2 separate regions of the Mus musculus genome follow, and region 2 is linked to region 1. Evidence: chromatin contacts called from public HiChIP or PLAC-seq data. All regions are on one chromosome and are shown on one strand. Each heading gives the region's core, a stretch centred on a gene start, on an enhancer-like site or on the middle of the called end of the contact. The rest is flanking DNA. Distances are from core to core; before and after follow the strand shown.

The links. HiChIP or PLAC-seq counts read pairs in DNA pulled down with a chosen protein or histone mark.
Region 2: an HNF4G HiChIP or PLAC-seq map of pancreatic cancer cells shows a contact between it and region 1. The contact joins the promoter of Hmgcl here to the enhancer-like site in region 1. A contact is called at or near these places in 3 of 484 Hi-C or Micro-C datasets (CD4 T cells, double positive thymocytes and regulatory T cells), 7 of 115 datasets of contacts at active chromatin or transcription factors (the 230-238 cell line, bone marrow-derived macrophages, embryonic stem cells and 3 more) and 3 of 9 other capture datasets (adipose tissue, liver and pancreatic islet).

Annotation. Positions count from the first base shown.
Region 1 is chr4:136,075,879-136,080,998 of GRCm38.p6, reverse strand. No RefSeq gene overlaps it. Among named protein-coding and RNA genes, the nearest start is that of Rpl11, 25 kb to the right of the region's middle. Within about 2 kb of position 3,653, at least 16 of the 459 cell types and tissues checked have an H3K27ac peak or open chromatin away from gene starts, as enhancers often do. A contact at or near this core is called in pancreatic cancer cells, where this site is marked.
Region 2 is chr4:135,943,642-135,949,267 of GRCm38.p6, reverse strand. Hmgcl (3-hydroxy-3-methylglutaryl-Coenzyme A lyase) reads right to left here and starts at 2,820. Exons shown (of 9, transcript NM_008254.3): 1 at 2,728-2,820. The coding sequence starts at 2,787.

The sequences.
Region 1 (5,120 bases), core at 2,404-4,903:
TACTCTGTCAGGGAAGTTTTTACAGCAATGAGAAATGTAGTTTACACAGGGATGAGCGGGGACCAGGCACTGAGAGTGTGCTGCTGTGGCCAGGGATGCAGGGACCATTCTGTGCACGCTGAGGAAGGCCCTTCACTCTCTGCTGCATCAGGAAAATGGTCCTGTCTGGCCACTGGTAGCCCATCCAGCAGCCTCGGCTATCTATGACAGGTGGGACAGGGCCACACCTTTCTCCAAATTCTCAGCCTCCGCAGCTCCAGGGAGGCTCCCATCCCAGCATCCTCCATAGCTGGTCCCCAGGGACTACCCAGCTCCTCCTCCTCCTCCTCCTCCTCCTCCTCCTCCTCCACTCACTGTGATCGGGGCAACTTGGGCTACTGTGCAAGCTCTTAGATGAAGCTATCCCCAGTCCCTAAGCTGAGTTCTGCCTGAGACTATTTGAAACAGGGTACCCCTGGGTCCCAGTTCAGTTGACAGGTAGTGGACGCATGAGAACGCCATACCTGGTGGCTGTGCCCGAGAGTGCTGTCCCTGACCTGCCGCTGTGTTCTCCAGAGCAGCTTTCCAATCTGCCTGCTCCTGTCTCCCCTGCCTGTTGGCACCAGGCAGCCAGAATTCCATTTGTTTGTTTGCTTCGCGATAGGCTCTTGCCATGTAGTCCTTCCTGGCCTAGAACTTGATATGTAGACTTCCCCCCTTGGATCATTATTTAGTTGAGTTTTGGCTCATGTAGGTAGCCCAGGCTGCCCTCACAAACTCACTATGTAGAGAAGGATGACCTTTAACTCCTGATTCTCCTGCCTTTCCATGCCCGGTTTATGCAGTCAGTGGTCGGACCAAACCTAGGGCTTAGGAAAGTGAGATGGCTCAACAGGTAAGGAAGGCTCTTGTCCCCAAGCTTGACACAATGCATTCAATACCAGGACCCAAGTCCTGCAACTTGTCCTCTGGCCTCCACACACAAGCACACAAGTCATGGCACATGAACACACACACAAGCCATGGCACAAGAACATATAACACACACAAACACACTAAAAATGGAGAAAAAAAGCCATCGGAAAACCCCAAATTTCTAGCCCTTCGCCCCGGTTACCTTAACAGACTTCTTAGGTGGCCCTGTGGCTCCTGTCACCCCCTCACTCTTGTCCCAGGGATCTTTCTGAGACTGTTTCTTCCCTTGCCTGGGTACAAACCTCAAGCCATCAGTATGGGATCCATATGCCACAGGGCAGTCCCCTCCAATTTACCTCACAGCAGAACTGGGTGGCACACAGCCAGCTCTCTCCGGGCATCCCTGAAGCATTAGTCTTGATAGGAAAGAGACAGGGGAAATGGGGGTTTAGGTGAATAGCCCAAAGTCTAGTAAGTAGCAGAGATGGGACTCGAACCCAGTTCTTTCTAGCTCAATTGGTGCTTTTAACTGGGCGGCTGTTTGGTCTCCTTCCACCTGGGTCAGGTTCCCCTTTGGTTTGTATCTTCTCTGTTGTTTGAGAAGACGATTGGCTTGTGGTAGATGTTTGATAAGTAAATGAATGGATAGACATTTCTGTCTGCACTCCCAGTTATTCCATAGCCGGTGGATGTGGTGCACACCTTCAATCCCAGCACTTGGGAGGCAGAGGCAGGTGGATTTCTGAGTTCGAGCCAGCCTGGTCTACAGAGTGAATTCCAGGACAGTCAGGGCTACACAGAGAAACTCTGTCTCGAAAAACCAAAAAAACCCTGTCTTGAAAACAAAACAGAAGAAAAAGAAAAAAAAAAAAAAAGCAAGCTTGCAGATGTGGGCCATTGTGTGCACATGTGTGTGTGTGTGTGTGTGTGTGTGTGTGTGTATGTGTGTGTATACACACAGGGTCTTACTAGCTAGTTCCCAGGTTAGCCCTGGCCTTACTATGTATCTCTCAATGCCTTGAATTTATGTTTCAGCCTGAACTTTAGGCAGGAGCTGCCATACTTGGCCAGACTGACTGGTCTGTCTGTCTTTCTTGCTATCTGTCTTTTAAGGCAGGATCCCCCTCTGTAGCACAAGCTATCTTCTGACTCACAGTAATTTTACCCCCTTCTAACTTCCCGAGTGCTGTGCATGCATGCAGCCATAGCTACCACTTCCAACATCGTTCCCATCCTCACCCTCTTCAGTTGACACTTTGTTTACTTTTCAACTGGGTTTCTTTTTTGTGAATTGTTCATTGAAACATTCTGCCTAGTTCTGTGTGCCTGTGTATGGGGGTGGGGGTTGTGTGTGTGTGTGTGTGTGTGTGTGTGTATGTGTGTGTGTGAGAGAATTTTGGATTTGAGATTTGTTGTTGTTGTAGCTTTGTTTCTTCTTGATTTTTGCTGTTACTTTGTTTCATTTTTGCATTTACAAAAAGATTTATTTTTTAAAAAATTTAATTTAATTTGGTTTTTTGTTTTTGTTTGTTTTGTTTTTCGAGACAGGGTTTTTCCATGTAGCCCTGGCTGCCCTGGAACTCACTCTGTAGACCAGGCTGGCCTCGAACTCAGAAATCCACCTGTCTCTGCCTCCCAAGTGCTGGGATTAAAGGTATTTGACATCACTGCCCGACGGTTTGTTTTATTTTATTTTTTTAAAAGATGTATTTATTTATTATTGTAAGTACACTGTAGCTGTCTTCAGACACTCCAGATGAGGGAGTCAGATTCTCATTACTGATGGTTGTGAGCCACCATGTGGTTGCTGGGAATTGAACTCAGGAACTTCGGAAAAGCAGTCAGTGCTAACCTCTGAGCCATCTCTCCAGCCCCTTGTTTTATTTTTTAACAATGTATGCTTGCCTGTGGGAGTGGGTAGGTACATGTGTGCACAGGTACATAGGGTCAGAAGATGTCAGGTCCAGACAGTCGTGAGTCACCCAGCATGTACCCATGGCAACCGAACTCGGGTCTTCTGCAAGTGCAGCACACCACACACACACACACACACACACACACACACACACACACACTTTTGCCACTGAGCCTCCCACTCCCGCCTCTGGCCTTTGCTTTTTGAGACAGGTTACACCATGTAGCCCAGGTTGGGCTGGAAGGCTTCATCTTCTTGCCTCCCTTCCTGAGTGCTGGGATTTTAGGTGCGCCCGGCACTCAGGTGTTTTGGGTTTGGTTGGAGTTAGGTTCTGAAGCCCCAGTTCCAAATCCAGCACGCCTAATGTCATGAAGTCATCTATCCCTCTGTGTCTGGGGAACACCTTCTCAGTCCATCTTCCAGAGGGACAGAGTGACTACTGGGAGAGGAGACACAGCCCTTTTCCCTAGGTCTTGGTCTATTCCCCAACCTCACTGGCTGTGTCCGAAGGCCAATCCTGTCTCATCTATACCTAGACTTCTTTATCTATAGAGCCAGTGAGGCAGAAGTCCCTCACAGCTGCTGTCTGAGGACTGAGGGAGTGACATATGAGAGACTTCCCAGGAGTCACCATGCAGCAGGCGCTGGATAACTAACATCCATTGAGCATCATGCTAGCAGCAGAGGACAGACAGGCCCCTGGGCACCCAGGGCTTTCCGTCCCACAGAAGGACACAAACACAAAACAAACAGATAAGAGCCTGTGGCTAGTGATGAGGGCCAAGCAGAATAAGGGCCATGAGACAGATGACCAGGGACTGAGTCACCTGGGTGGTCACACTGGGAAAGGCTCTGGGGAGGTGAAACATTTCAGCTGAGGCACCACCGAGGGTGTGGGGAAGCCTTGTGCAAAGGGCTGAGAAGAAAGCACCCTGGCAGAGACAACAGAGATGGCAGAACACGGGCAAAGGCCCTGAGGCAGGAACGGCTTGGCATTCCAAGGAACTTCAGAGAGATCAGCATGGCCAGGGCCATTGAGTGATGGGGGAGGGGAGGACTGAGACCTGGAAAGAGACGGGGTGCAGTGGGTGGCTTGAGACACCAGGCTGTCATGATCTTATTTCTGTCCAGCTGCGTGTGAAGGTCAACTCTCTACGAATTCATCTCAGTGCTTCGAGAAGCCACCAGTATTTTTAGCCGGTGCCCACTCTCTGCAAAGCCAAACTTCCCTTTATTGGTATTAAATTTACTGCTTTTGGGTTGCAAGGGGAGCCCCCTTCTGCTTTGTAGCTGAGGGTTAGCGAGGCAATGAGAGCCTTCCAGTCAAGACTGTGTAACAGCGGGGGGGGGGGGGGCGGGGACGACAAGGGGATGTGGAAGAAGCGGGTCCCAAGTTCCTTCTTACCCGCTCCAGGGATATCTTCCTACCTGTAAATGGAGAGTAATAGAAGCCGTGGTGGTGCACACCTGTCCTTCTGAAGGCTGAGGCAGGGGAATCACAAGTTTGAGGCCAGATTGAGCTACAAGGACATCTCTCAGATAAAAACAAAAAACCAAAGAGTATGGTGGCTCTTTACCATAATCCTATCACTTCAAAGGCTGAGGCAGGAGGATTGCCATGAGTTCAAGGTCAGCCCAGAGACCCTGTCTCAAAACATCAAACTAAATAAGTACAAATAAAGTAAGAAAAGCGCCTGACAGCTGATGAGAGGATACAGGGGTCACAGCTTGGCCTGTGGGGGTGACCGATGGGGGTGGGGTGGGGAAGGTTCCAGGTGTGGAATGAGGTGCTGAAGATGATGCTCCTGGTGGAGGCTCACTGGAGGAGAACCCAACTCACACCTCTCAGGCCTGTTTAATGACTGGTGTTCTGAGGGTCTGCCCAGTCTCATTCAAGCATTCTCTAGACCCAGCTTTCCTTCCTGGGCCTGGGTTACTCTACTCTCTCTCTCCCTGTCTTCTTGCCCGATCCTTTCGGCCAAGTGATAAGAGATATAGCATCTTAGTCCAGAAAATTAATTAATTAATTAATTAATCCCTGACCTGGAGCCAGAAGATGATGGTGGTCACTTTGCAGTGTAAGATGTAATACAATGGGCTACCTCAGTGTCATATAATTGAACAAACATACAGAAAGACACCTGTACTTCAAAGACAGCTACAATGTCATGGAGTCAGATGCTCCAGGATGACCCGTCATAATTCCCCAGCCAGTCTAAGTTCCCACACTCCCAGCAGCATCGGCTTAAGTTCCAAGGTTTTGCAGACTCCTGAGGCTCTGGGTAGGTCCTACCTGCAGATGACCAGGGGT
Region 2 (5,626 bases), core at 1,571-4,070, 130 kb after region 1:
GCCAGGACTACACAGAGAAACCCTGCCTCAGAAAAACAAAAAACAAACAAACACCTTGCTTAATTATTTATGTGTATGGGTATTCTGCCTGCATTTTATGACACATGTGTGCATTGTCCTTTTAAGAAAACAGCATATCCCTTAAGACTGGAGTCACCGATGGTTGTGAGCCACCAGGTAGATTGTAGGAGTCAAGACCAGGTCCTCTGGAAGAGCAGCGATCATTTTAAAGCAGGGAGCCATCACTCCAGCCCTTCCCCCACACCCAGGTAAACATACTGCAATGGGTCAAAGAGAAAGATGCCATGCATGCCAAAGTTCTCCAAGCCCGTGAAGACCTTGAGGAAATCAACTGGAGCTCGCTTGTCAGCGCACCTGAAGCGGCTTTGGGTTTTAGCTGGAACAGTTTCTGACAAGCACCTGAATTACAAGAAGTCGGCAGGGCGCTGGAGAGGTGGCTCAGCAGTGAAGAGCACTGGCTGCTCTGCCGGAGGACCTGAGTTCAATTTCCAGCAACCACATAGCAGCTCACCGTTGTCTGGAATTCCAACTCAAGGATCCAACACCCTCACACAGACAGACAGACATGCAGGCAAACACCAATACACATAAAATTAAAAATTAATAATGACATTAATAATAATAATAATAATAATAATAATACAACCCAAGAAGTCGTCAAGCTGAGTGAAAGGTCCATATAACGACGTCTCCCTCCAACAGACTGTCAGACTAAAAAGACCTAAAACGCCCAGAGGGGCGCGAGTGTCACAGGTCAGGGACTGGATCTGTGCATTGCTCTTCCCAAGGCCCTGAGACATAGCAGAGGCTCAGTGAGTACACACTGAAGCAGAGCCTGCTTCCAACTTCCTTTTCTGGAACACAGTGAACTTAGTTCCACTTCCTCCAGCACACAGCTCTAAACACAACAACCCAGCCAGGTGTGGTGGCTCGCGGCCCGAGGCCTGAGGCCCAGCGCTTGGGAGATGGAAGCAGGGGGAATCAGAAGCTCATGGCTGCTTTCAAGTTGCTACACAGCAAACTTGAGGTCAGCCTGAGATATGTGAGAAATTTTTAAAAAGCCCAGGGTCGAAGAGATGGCTCCACAGAAGATCTGAGTAGGGTTCTCAGACCCAAGTCAGATAGCTCACCTGGTGGTGCATGCCTTTAATCCCTTTAATAATCCCAGGACTTGGGAGGCAGAGGCAAGTAGATCTCTGTGAGTTCAAAGCCAGCCTGGTCTACTAATTGAGTCCAGACAGCCAAGGATGAGTAAGCCTGCCTTTAAAAACCAAACCAAACCAAAAACGGAACAACCAAACCAAACCAAATGAAATAAAAGTGCCATCTTGTGCCATAAGACTCATGAGGGATCATTTCCTCACACTAGTTTGTAAAAATTATCCCTAGCTGGGCATGGTGGTCCATGCCTGTAAGCCCAGAGTCATAGCAGGCTCTGAGTTTGAAGCTAGCCTGGTCTATGTAGTGAATACCAAAGTTATATAGAAAGAAACTTTGTCTTAGATAGATAGATAGATAGATAGATAGATATTATGACCCACCATGTTACTTAATTCTCATTCTCTCCCCCTCTCCCCCTCGGGTTTATTTCCTTAACTTTTCACGTTGATATTTGCCTTTTCATTTGATCCCTGAGCAATCATTGGAAGTGGGTAGACTAAAGATGCAGAAGTGGCTTTCTTTTTCTTTCCCATTTTTTTTGTTTTTGTTTTTTTTTTTTTTTGTTTTTTTTTTGTTTTTGTTTCTTTCGACACAGGGTTTCTCTGTGTAGTCCTGGCTGTCCTGGAACTCGCTTTGTAGACCAGGCTCCCCTCGAACTCAGAAATCCGCCTGCCTCTGCCTCCCGAGTGCTGGGATTAAAGGCGTGAGCCACCATGCCCGGCCAGAAGTGGCTTTCTGGGCTTTCTGAGAGGCACCCACGAGCTGCAAGGAAAGTAGTTTTTCCAAGTGCTAATACAATGCCTAAACTCCCCAACATAAAATCGTAACAGCGCCATCACAGAGCTGAGGGTGTAGCAGTGACGCTGGCGCTGATCGCTCCTAAGTCCAACTCTCACAAAGCACCACCACCGACTGACTGGTCACTCACTAAATCATCCTGAGACTCTGCATTTTACGTATAAGCAAGCTGAGTACACACCTCTGTCACTCAGCCTAGAAAGTGGCAGATCACCCGGACACCAGTTTGCGGTTTAGCCAGCACAGCTCTTTTTGCCCCCCCCCCCTTCCTTCAAATAACTGCGCGTGGTCAGAATGCCAGGACCAAACATGCCCAAAGGACAGTTCTGAGGGAATCCCTGTCCGGCCCACGCGATCCAAGTTCTCCCCAGGCGTCCATAAAAGCAACAAGGGCCGAGTAAGGCGGCAGACAGGGATGCTTGTGTTTCCCACACTGAACACTGTTTTCCACTAATGAAGGGCCGGAGAGATCCGAAGCTCAAATAGGGGAAGGAGTCAGGGTCACCGTAAGGGAGGTAGGACGCCCAGGATGGTGTCCCCGGTCTCCACAGTCACAGCGGGTCGATTCTCTTCCCGCCGCCTCAGTTTCCCCGTTTCTTGCAATGGATCTGAGCCAGACCGGCTGGGTCCGGAACTCTCAAATCCTCCCGGCAACAGTCCCTCGAGCGGTCCCGCTCCTCCGCCTGTCACAGCAGCTGAGGAGGCCCGCCCGATCCCATGACTGTCACCCGCCTGGGGAGCACTTACAGCCCGGAGGGACGTCAAGCCCACCAGCCTCCGCGGGAAAGCCTTCCTCACTGACGCCATCTTCACTCCGGAGGCCAACCCACTGGGCACCACGTGACCGCCGATCCCTCTGTGGGCGTGGTTAGGGCCGGAGGCGGTGCATCGCTCCTCTTGTGAGGCTCCCAGTTTGGTTCCTCCCCTCAGCCTGTCTGTTTTCTTTTCCTACTCCCCTCTAAGTAGCTCTACCCTCCAATCATGCCCACTCCATGATTTTCTGAACACGTGTCCCATGAAGAGCCATGACATTTGACAGCCCATGTGTAGATCCCGAGATTTTTTTCACCTCCACCTGCTTCCCCCACGTCTTAAATCACGCCCGGTTCCAATCCAGGGCCATTTATCTGCCTTCTGAAAGGCGTTGTGTTCCCAGGGCGTGTTGGGGTTGAAGATGACTGGGAAGCTGGTGGGCCAAGCCGATGGCTCCTTTAGTCTTAAAGGAACAGGGAAGGCAAGAAGGCCTAGGTTAGCGAAGGACTGCTATAACTGTGGGCTTCTAGGGGCTACTACTGGTGCTCGGGTGACTTGTGAAACCCTGAAGCTAGCCATTAGGAAATCATTGTGTCCCTGTGTATACACTGTCTTACTTCCTTCTTGTCTTCCCGTCCTCAGCCTCAGTGGGGAAGTCTTCAAATGACTAAACATGCGTGTGCATCATGCAGAATGGCGCAGATCCCGCCCCAAAGGTTAAGGTCACAAAGTAGAATATAAAGGTTCACTGTGGAGCTGGTGAGATGGCTCAGCGGGTAAGAGCACTGACTGCTTTCCCGAAGGTCCCGAGTTCAAATGGTGGCTCACAACCACCTGTAGTGAGATCTGGCCCTCTTCTGGTATGTCTGAAGACAGCGACCATGTACTTATTAAATAAATCTTTGGGCCTGAGTGAGTGGTGGCCGACTAGAGCGAGCAGATGTCCTAAAATTAAATTTCCAACAACCACATGAAGGCTCACAACCATATGTACAGCTATAGTGTACTCATATACTCCATGTAGACCAGGCTGACCTAAACTCAGAGATCTGCCTGCCTCTACTTCTGCCTACTAAGTGCTGGAGTTAAAGATATGTGCCACGATGGCCACCAAAGTTTTAAATTATTACTAGTGTATTTACTTCATGTGCATGGCTGTTTTGCCTACATGTAAGTCTATGTAGAACACCTGTGAGGCCATAAGAGTGAAGCAAGAAAAACATCTTTGCTAAATCCTGACCTGACCTTGGGCTGACATTGAGGTCAGCTTGACCCTCAGGCACTTACAGGAATTTTTGCTAACCTGCTCTGGCCTGCTTTTGTAACCACAAGGCTTTCTGCTCCCATCAAGCAAAAACAAACCTGTCTCCACCTCTACTTTGTTTTTTTTTTAATATTTACTTATTTTATGTATATGAGTACAGTGTAGCTGTACAGATGGTTGTGAGCCTTCATGTGGTTGTTGGGAATTGAATTTAGGACCTCTGCTTTCTCCGGCCCACCCCACTCACTCCTGCCCAGAAGAGGCCGTCAGATCTCATTACGGGTGGTTGTGAGTCACTGTGTGGTTGCTGGGATTTGAACTCCGGACCTTCAGACTCTTACTTGCTGAGCCATCTCACCAGCCCTGTTTTTTGGTTTTTGTTTTGTTTTTGTTTTTCCGAGACAGGGTTTCTCTATGTATCTCTAGCTGTCTTGGAATTCACTCTGTAGATCAGGCTGGTTTCAAACTCAGAGATCCACCTGCCTCTGCCTCCCAAATGCTAGGGTTAAAAGTATGCGCCACCACCACCTGGCTCCCTTTTTTTTTTTTTTTTTTTCCCCAGACAGGGTTTCTCTGTATAGCCCTGGCTGTCCTGGAACTCACTCTGTAGACCAGGCTGGCCTCAAACTCAGAAACCCACCTGCCTCCTTATTCTTACTAAAAGTTCATATCCTGTCATGCTTGCTAACAGCCATCACAGCTACATCAATGAGAAGTACCAAAGTTGTGCCTTTCCCCTTTATAAGCCCCCTGCTCAGAGTGTAAGCATGCAATATCAGCACTTAGGAGCTAAATGCAGGAAGATTAGGAGTTCAAGGCTAGCCTCAGCTACATGGTAAATTTGAGGACAGCCTGAGCTACATGGGACTCTTGTTTTAATTGTGCACTGTAGCTGTATTCAGAGACACCAGAAGAAGGCATCAGATCCCATTACAGATGGTTATGAGCCACCATGTGGTTGCTGGGAATTGAACTCAGGACCTCTGGAAGAACAGACAATGCTCTTAACTGCTGAGCCATCTCTTCAGCCCGGTGGCACGTATCTTTAATCCTAGCACTTTGGAGGCAGAAGTAGAAGGATCTCTGTGAGTTCTAGGCCAGCCAGGACTACAAAGAAAGACCCTGTCTCCAAACAAACAAACAAACAAACACAGGTTCAAAAATAGAATGGGGTCAGTTAGATGGCTCAGTGGGTAAAGCACACCTGAGGCCACAATTTAACATCTGAGACGTGATTCCTGGAGTGCCTGTGCCTGCAGGCACACACATGCACACGCTGGAACAGAAAGCATTCTTAGGGCTGAAATGATACTGAGAACAAAACCTACATTGGAAAGGAAGCCAAGAGGCCTGGGATGGCAGCCTGCACCTGCAATCCCACTGGAAGAAAGCAGCCACCTCTAGGTGGAGTCAGGCCCTTAAAGGGTTTAGCCGATGTGGCAGGATCTGGCTAGGGGACACTCCTAGGAAGATGTTGTTTTCCTTCCTAGAATTCCCACCCCTAATGCAGTCCCCACTGGCCTTGTAAGCCACCATGAGGTCTAGTCTCCACTGGATCTAGTCTAAGCCCCTGACTTGAGAGGTGTAGTCGCCTCCCACAGTCCCTTCCTCCTCTTTTTTGGCAGGACC